2 separate regions of the Oryctolagus cuniculus genome follow, and region 1 is linked to region 2. A link is a contact called in public Hi-C data. All regions are on one chromosome and are shown on one strand. Each heading gives the region's core, a stretch centred on a gene start, on an enhancer-like site or on the middle of the called end of the contact. The rest is flanking DNA. Distances are from core to core; before and after follow the strand shown. Region 1 overlaps LOC138849293 (a long non-coding RNA gene). Region 2 holds the start of GTF2E1 (general transcription factor IIE subunit 1).

The links. A called contact is a pair of places that touch in the nucleus more often than the background predicts.
Region 1: a Hi-C map of embryonic fibroblasts shows a contact between it and region 2, with 2.8 times the contacts expected there. The contact joins the enhancer-like site here to the promoter of GTF2E1 in region 2. A contact is called at or near these places in 5 of 6 Hi-C or Micro-C datasets (ear pinna, embryonic fibroblasts, psoas muscle and 2 more).

What each region holds. Positions count from the first base shown.
Region 1 is chr4:77,000,344-77,003,924 of mOryCun1.1, reverse strand. It overlaps LOC138849293 (a long non-coding RNA gene), which reads right to left. Exons shown (of 4, transcript XR_011387913.1): 4 at 152-2,165. Among named protein-coding and RNA genes, the nearest start is that of NDUFB4, 13 kb to the left of the region's middle. Within about 2 kb of position 1,299, at least 3 of the 8 cell types and tissues checked have an H3K27ac peak or open chromatin away from gene starts, as enhancers often do.
Region 2 is chr4:77,155,271-77,158,683 of mOryCun1.1, reverse strand. It overlaps GTF2E1 (general transcription factor IIE subunit 1), which reads right to left and starts at 2,034. Exons shown (of 5, transcript XM_002716646.5): 1 at 1,873-2,034. It overlaps RABL3 (RAB, member of RAS oncogene family like 3), which reads left to right and starts at 2,056. Exons shown (of 8, transcript XM_002716648.5): 1 at 2,056-2,197. The coding sequence starts at 2,065.

The DNA.
Region 1 (3,581 bases), core at 50-2,549, 150 kb after region 2:
CCTAGAAGTGGAATTGCTAGATCATGTGGTAGTTCTATTTCTAATTTGTTGAGGCACTGCCCTACTGCTTCCTGTTTGCACCACTTCCCACTCCCACCAACAGTGGGTGAGGCTTCCGATTTCCTCCACGTCATCCCCAGTACTTACTCTCTTTTTTGTTTTTGTTTTTGTTTTTATTTTCTCATAACCATCCCGGCAGGTGTGAGTGAGATGGTATCTCATTGTAGTTTCAATTTGCATTTTCCTGATGATTCGTGATGTTGAGCATTTTTTTCTTGTAAACTATTGGCCATATGTAAATGTCTTCTTCAGAGTTATGTCCATTCAAGGTCTGGGACCATGTTTTTATTGAGTATTTGTTTTGTTTTGTTTTGCTATTGAGTCGTAGGAGTTCCTTGCCATCTTAAATCTCAGGTGACTGTTCCTCATATGCACCCCATCCTCTACATTCCCGCTTCTGCTCCCTTTGTCCGGCCTCCATTACTTATTTCTGCACTGAGGTGTTGAGTGGATTCTATTTGGGTTTCCCCAGAAACAGAGCCTGACATAAGGACTTGACTATAAATAGTTTGAGAAGTGATTCAGAAAACCCCGGGAGTTGAGTCAGGGGATGAGACAGTGAAGTTAAAGAGGGCAATACAGGGTGTGAAGCCAACGCACTTTAAGAAACTTAGTTCTCCAGAACACTGGAGCGCCATCCCGCTGGGAAATGTGGGAGATAACATGGAGTCATCTCCGGGGACAGGCAAGGGGCTTGGGGTGTTTAATCATCAGCTCGCCACCCGTTGTTGTTGAGGGCTGTTGTCAAGAAATGAGCTTCCTGGATCTTCTTGCCTCTGCTGTGTCCAAGCACAGGGGGCAGATAGTCTTTAGTATGGAGTTGTGAATACTTAGCGGACACGGGTCGGGCACTGACACTACCCACTGCTTTGCATCTCCTCTCCCTCTCCCCACACAGAGGCCATGGATAACTTTCCAAGTTCAAATCTGGTTCTGTCACTCTCCTAGTCGGTGAAAAGTGCATGCAGATGACGCTGAAACTGGCCTTGCATATTTCTCCTGCTGGAGGTGACTGTCTTGAGGGACCAAGCTATCTGATTTGTGCAGAGTATCTTTTCAGTAACTACCCAGGAATTAAATGGACACGTGGCTTTTTCATAACCTAAAAATCCCGTTGTTTAAGAGCAGATTGAGAGGGGGAAGGGACAAGCAAACCACGACGCTGGTGAGGAGCTCGCTGGTGCAGTCTGCTCCCTCTCAGCAGTTCTGCAGAGTCCTTGCCACCAGCACAGTGCCTCTTGCGGAGCTTCTGCCACTGCACCAAAGCGCCTCGTGGCAACACTCTGTTCTTTAGGCAGACACATTATCTGGGAATCTCAATGTGATTTACAAGCTTACATAACTTCTCAAATGAGTCAGCATGCTCATCAAGAAGGCAGCATGGTGTAGTGGAGAAAACAGGGCGTTTGGTGCCAGAGAGAACAAGTTCAATTCCTGCACCTGCCGCTTCCTGTGTGTTTGGACAAGCTATTCCACCTCTCCCAGCCTGCTTCTTCCTCTAACAAAAGGGGCTAAGAGTACAGTACCTACCCGGGAGAATTATTCTAAGGATTCAGTGAGGCAAAATCAGGGTGCTTTTCCCTCCCACATCCTGACTTAACACATCCAGCAGCAAGTTCTTGAGCCTCACTGACCTGCAGTGAGTAGCACACACTGATTTATCTTGTCTGCTTCTAGCACCACTGAATTTCGGATGAACCTCCACATCAGCTCTTCCTAAAGGAAAATTGCTCTGGCTCCATTCTGGGCAAAGCAGCCACGTTGTGTGAGAGAGAAATCAGCAGCAGAAAGGGCTTAGGTGCCGAGGGTAGGGCTGGACTGGCTCAGCCCCAACTGCAGTGGCCGCCAAAGATCACTGGCTTTCAGAGGCGAGTTTGGAAGCACACTGGGAGGGAGACAACCAAAAAACAAAGTGCAGGGGGAGAGGACGTGGAATCCGATCTGAGTCGCTGCTTCCCGGACAGGAGTGCAGTTAGAACTGGCGCGGTGGCATTGCAGAGCGCTCTCCTAGACAAAGCGGCAGCATTCGAATGAGGACACCGCTGTGCTGCTGGGGGCTGGGGACGACTCTGGAACTGTTTTTCCAAAGTGGCTGAAACAAATGCCTGCAGGTTAAAAAAAAAAAATCAAATCTCTACCCAGCAACTGCGGCACTGCCTCCCTGTCCTTCCCTGCCGGCCACAGTTACAAGAACAGGATGACCAGCCCAGCTCATGCCTCGGATCTCCAAAGGCTGTGTAACATGTGGTCAGCTGGGGTTGGCACAGGCATGTTGGTCATGCAGGGGTGACCAGTGGACATGCCCCCAGAGCAAGAAGACCTCTAAAAGGAAGAATCCAGAATGGATATTTGGACACAAGCTGTTTTGTTGATGTTTGAAGTGCTAAAATCAGCAGCACCTTATTTAAAATAAAATTTGACACAGACTCTCTCCCTGGGACAAATAAGACGAGAGCTACTCTGAGCAGGAGAAATCAGAGGCAGTGTGGTTCTGGGGCCCTGGCTTCCACGCCTCTATTCTTGGTCTTCACTGGTGGCCCACACGTATGTCCTGGAAATCCTGAGATTGCTACCACTGACCTTGGCTTGAATGGACTCCAGTCTCGTCCACCCGTCACATGGTTCAGGCAGGGATACTTGGGCTCAGAGAGGGGAAGCGGCTAGTCTAAGGTCACCCAGCAGAATCGGGAAGTGAATCCAAAGCTCTTTGGGCTCCCTACTTTCTCCTAAAAACCATCCCCTCTTTCAAAAAAAAAAAAGTCTTTAAAGATAATGTTGCCTCGTGAACTAGCTTGTTAAACTGAACAAGAAGGCCAGAGGCATCTGAGTGTAAAATCACTGGCTTTGGAAAGGATCCAAGTCCATCTTCTTGTCTGCTAGACCTGAGTGCAGTGTCTTATTACGTTTATTTTTAAGGCTTTTAGAATGGTAGTTGCCACATCTAAGGAAATTTACTAAATTAATGGTCTCTTAAGCCAAGGTAAATCTAACCTCTTAGACAACAACAAATTAAAACAACAGCCACAACGGCTTAGTATTCTTGAAAAAAATGTTTTTAATATATTAGTCCCATAAGGAAGAAACAATGCATAGCAGAGAGGCCAAACCGAAGCTCTCAAACTGGAGCACAGGCATTTCTGTCCTGTGCCTCTACTTCCCAGGGGTGAGACTTGGACATGGCACAGCCTCCCTGGATCTCAATATATTTTTTAAAATTTTTAGTTACTCGAGAAAGAGAAAGAAAGAGAGAGAGAGAGAGAGATCTGATTCCATCTGCTGGTTTACTCCCTAAATAACTACAACAGCCAGGGTTGAGCTAGGCTGAAGCCAGGAGCCCAGAAATCAATCTAAGTTTCCCACATGAGTGGCAGGGACCCAAAAACTTGGCCATCATTTGCTGCCTTTAGGGATCAAATTAGCAGGAAGCTAGAATTGGGAGCAGAGCTGGGCCTCAAATCTAGGTAATATGATATGAGGTATAGGTATCCCAAGCAGCATCTGGACCCCTAGGCCAAATGCCT
Region 2 (3,413 bases), core at 785-3,284:
TTCTTCATACATAAAAAACGATTAATAGGACCTTCTTCATACAATTGATGGAAAGACTAAATGAAATAATTAATGTACAGTGTTTTACTTTCAGAACTGACATAAGTGGCATTCATAGTAAGTGACTAGATAGAAAAGTGACTTTCACAGCAGTATGAGAATGGACGGAAGCAATAAAGATGAAGGTACTGCAGGAGTATTAAGAGCTAGAGTAATAATGCCTAAACTCAAAAAGAAAGCAAAAAATTGCAAGGACAGGAAGAATAAATTACAGAAATGAAATTAAAAATCAACAATATAGTAAAAAGAGTACTAGTGTAGGAAAAACCTTAAATATCTATTTGTTTTGAGCCATCGTAAATGTGGAGAGAAAAGCACTACTCTAAGAAATAGATAATACCTGAAGAGGAACGGATTTGGAAGAAACAAAGCATTCACTTTTAGACACTTCTCTTTGAGGAAACACCAAAAGTTATTTCTCTGAAGATGTCCAGCAGGCAGCTAAATAAATGAAACTGGAGCTCAGAAATGAAGTCAAGCTGTGCCATCTTGTCCACAACCTCTACATTCTCCGCCACCACTCCCCCTTTCCCACTCACGCTGACTCTCCTTACTCTCTGGATATCCTAAGTGACTTAGGTCAGAAGCCTCCAACCGACAGTCTGCACTCACTGTTCCACTCAACGAAATGTTTTGAATTAGCTGTCAACATCTAAACACCGTGAGAGTTTACATGAATTTCAACCTCTAGCTCTCCATGAAGATTGGAAACACTGGAGAAAAAAAAAATGAGCCCAGTTCCCCCATGGAAACAGTAAGTCCAAGCTGTACAGCAGTTGACACTCCCAACATAAAAGAAGCTTCTTGGGTCTCTGGAGACTTCTGAGCGTGTGACTTCCAAGGGCCCCTGCTGCTGATTTTTATCTTCATTCTCAGTCATCTCTGTCTCACCTCCCCCCTACCCAATCCAGCCCCGCATGTGTTCTCATCATACAAATTTTCACGTACACTGTGCACAGGGATGAAACTGGAGAAACTAAGCTGAAAAGGCAGCATTCTGTTTTCTCAGTTTCATATCCGTCCACACCAGCATCTTCTCCACGTCTGTCGCTAACACCAAGGACTTCATCTTGTTCACCAGCGAATTTCCAGCCTCTAACACAGGTAGTCGAGTACTCATACAAAACTTGGAATACATCTAGGCACGTGTTCTCCCATCATGCCCATCCTGCCAGCTGCCCCGCGGTTCACTTCCCCCACTCCTGCTTCCACAAAAGAAAAAGATAGGTTATTAAACAACCTCTTCTTAATTTAGGAGGATTTAAGGCGGGTGGTAGACGGGATCAAATTCGCGCTTTCAAAGGATTACGCTGACTGCAGCGTGGAGAATAAAAGGAAAGAGGAGAGCACGCGGGAATCCAGCTAGAGGATTTCTGTATACAACTGTTCTAGTTTGGAGAACTTGGTTTCTAGGCACGGTCTCTAACTGCAGTTCCTCAGTTTATCACACTTCAGGCACTCCACGCGTTCGTACAGAAAACAGCAGGCTCCCGCGAAACCTCCGGGGCCGCCTGCCCTCCACGAGCCCGGGGCAGTAACGCTCACTCCTCCCGACTCGAGACCCCGAACTCCCTCGGACTTTCCCAGATGCGTCGAGGGCCACACTCGGCGCAGCCACGTCCATCCTACCCGATGTCGCACACGGACCGCTCCGAGTCAAGGGTTCTAAGAAGGACCAAAGAGAGGAGCAGGGCAGGAGAGTGGCTGGGGAGAGGAGGACAGTTACGGAGAGAGGAGCGAAAAGAATGAGAAACCAAGAAAAGCGACGCTGGGCCAGAGAACTGGGAACAAGGAGCAGGGAACAAGGTTTACCTAAGCGAACGCTCGAACACTCCCACTCCGGCTTCCCTCCGGACCTCAACTACCGGCTTAACCGGGCCACGCCACTCGCGCGACAAAGAATACGCCTAATTCCTGCGACCGGCCTTGGACTCCACCTTTAACCTGGTCGGCCAATCAGGATGGTGAAGGCTTCAATCAAGACAATCACGCCCAAGCCGGCCAATGAAATTGAAGGCGCTGCCCTCCATGTCCCGCTCCGATTGGTGTAGACTCCCGGAACAGGCGTTACCCCAGGAAGGCAGTGGCAAGATGGCGTCTCTGGATCGGGTGAAGGTCTTGGTGTTGGGAGACTCAGGTGAGCGGCTTAATCCACTTCTGGGGATTCCGACACTTCGGAGTTATCCAATAACCGCTTCCCATTGACTCTTCTCCCCCTGCAACTTCCTGGCTCTTCGACCTGAGGCTGGAGTGCCTCTCAAGGCCTAAAAACTACACTTCCCAGAGGCCCTTGCTCTAGTTGACGAAGCTCTCGCGTCGTGCGGGTAGGGGAGCCCGGGCCTTTCTCCGCCTTCCTAACGTTACCCCCTCGGTCTCCAAGGAGATGTTAGCCTGGAGTGCCTTGGCCGTTACTTTATTTTTTAAAGTATGCAGACTTTGAGTACTGTATTAGGCTCTAGGCTAACAGTACAGAAATTAGCAGGATCGTGCCTTCAGGAGATTTTGTTCATCAACGGGAAGTGAAAAGTGAGCTAAGAATGACACTGGCAAATGCTCTTCATAAATTATTCCTGTTGCTGTTTTATAGATGAAAAAGTGCAGTGGAGAGATGTGAATGACAGAACCAGTTTGAACCCAGAGTCCCTACACTTAAACACTAAGCTAGATAATGTAATGAAATACTGAGTGGTGGTCCTATTTTACTGTTAACTGAGCTTTTTGATTTCCTTGTCAGTCTTTAAAAAAAGAATGTATTTGATAGGCAGAGAGAGAGAGACAGAGAGATCCTCTGCACTCCCTAAAATCCCCATAAGTCCAGCGAGCGGAAAGCAAGCACGCAATCCAGGTCTCCCACGTGGGTACTAGGAACTGACTACTTGAAGCATCACCACTCTCTTCCAGGGTCTGCATTAGCAGGAAAATGTGTTGGGAATAGGAGACAAGTATGGAACCCAGACACTCCTGTATGGGATGCAGGCTCTTGACTGCTAGGGCAAAAGCCTGCCTCTATTTTAATCTCAGTTGAAAACCCAATTTGTGCTAGACAGTAATGAATAGAGAGAAGCATCTTATATCTGCCGCTGAACCCAGTTTAATTCTGGTGTTAAAGTTCAGCTCCCACCTTGGGCATTTGGAAACTACTGTTGAAGTCTGCATTTCCCCCTTCTAGGACAGCATCCTTCTCTTTCCCACCATAACCTCTAGTTCAGCTGTCCTTAAGAACTTGAATAAATCTTAACCTTGGATTTTATAGATCTGCTTTACTGAAGTTGACCTTCAAATTTATGATATGAACAAAGACATTGTGCTAGATGCTTGAATGTACAGAAGGCATACCCCAGTTTTCAAAGAGC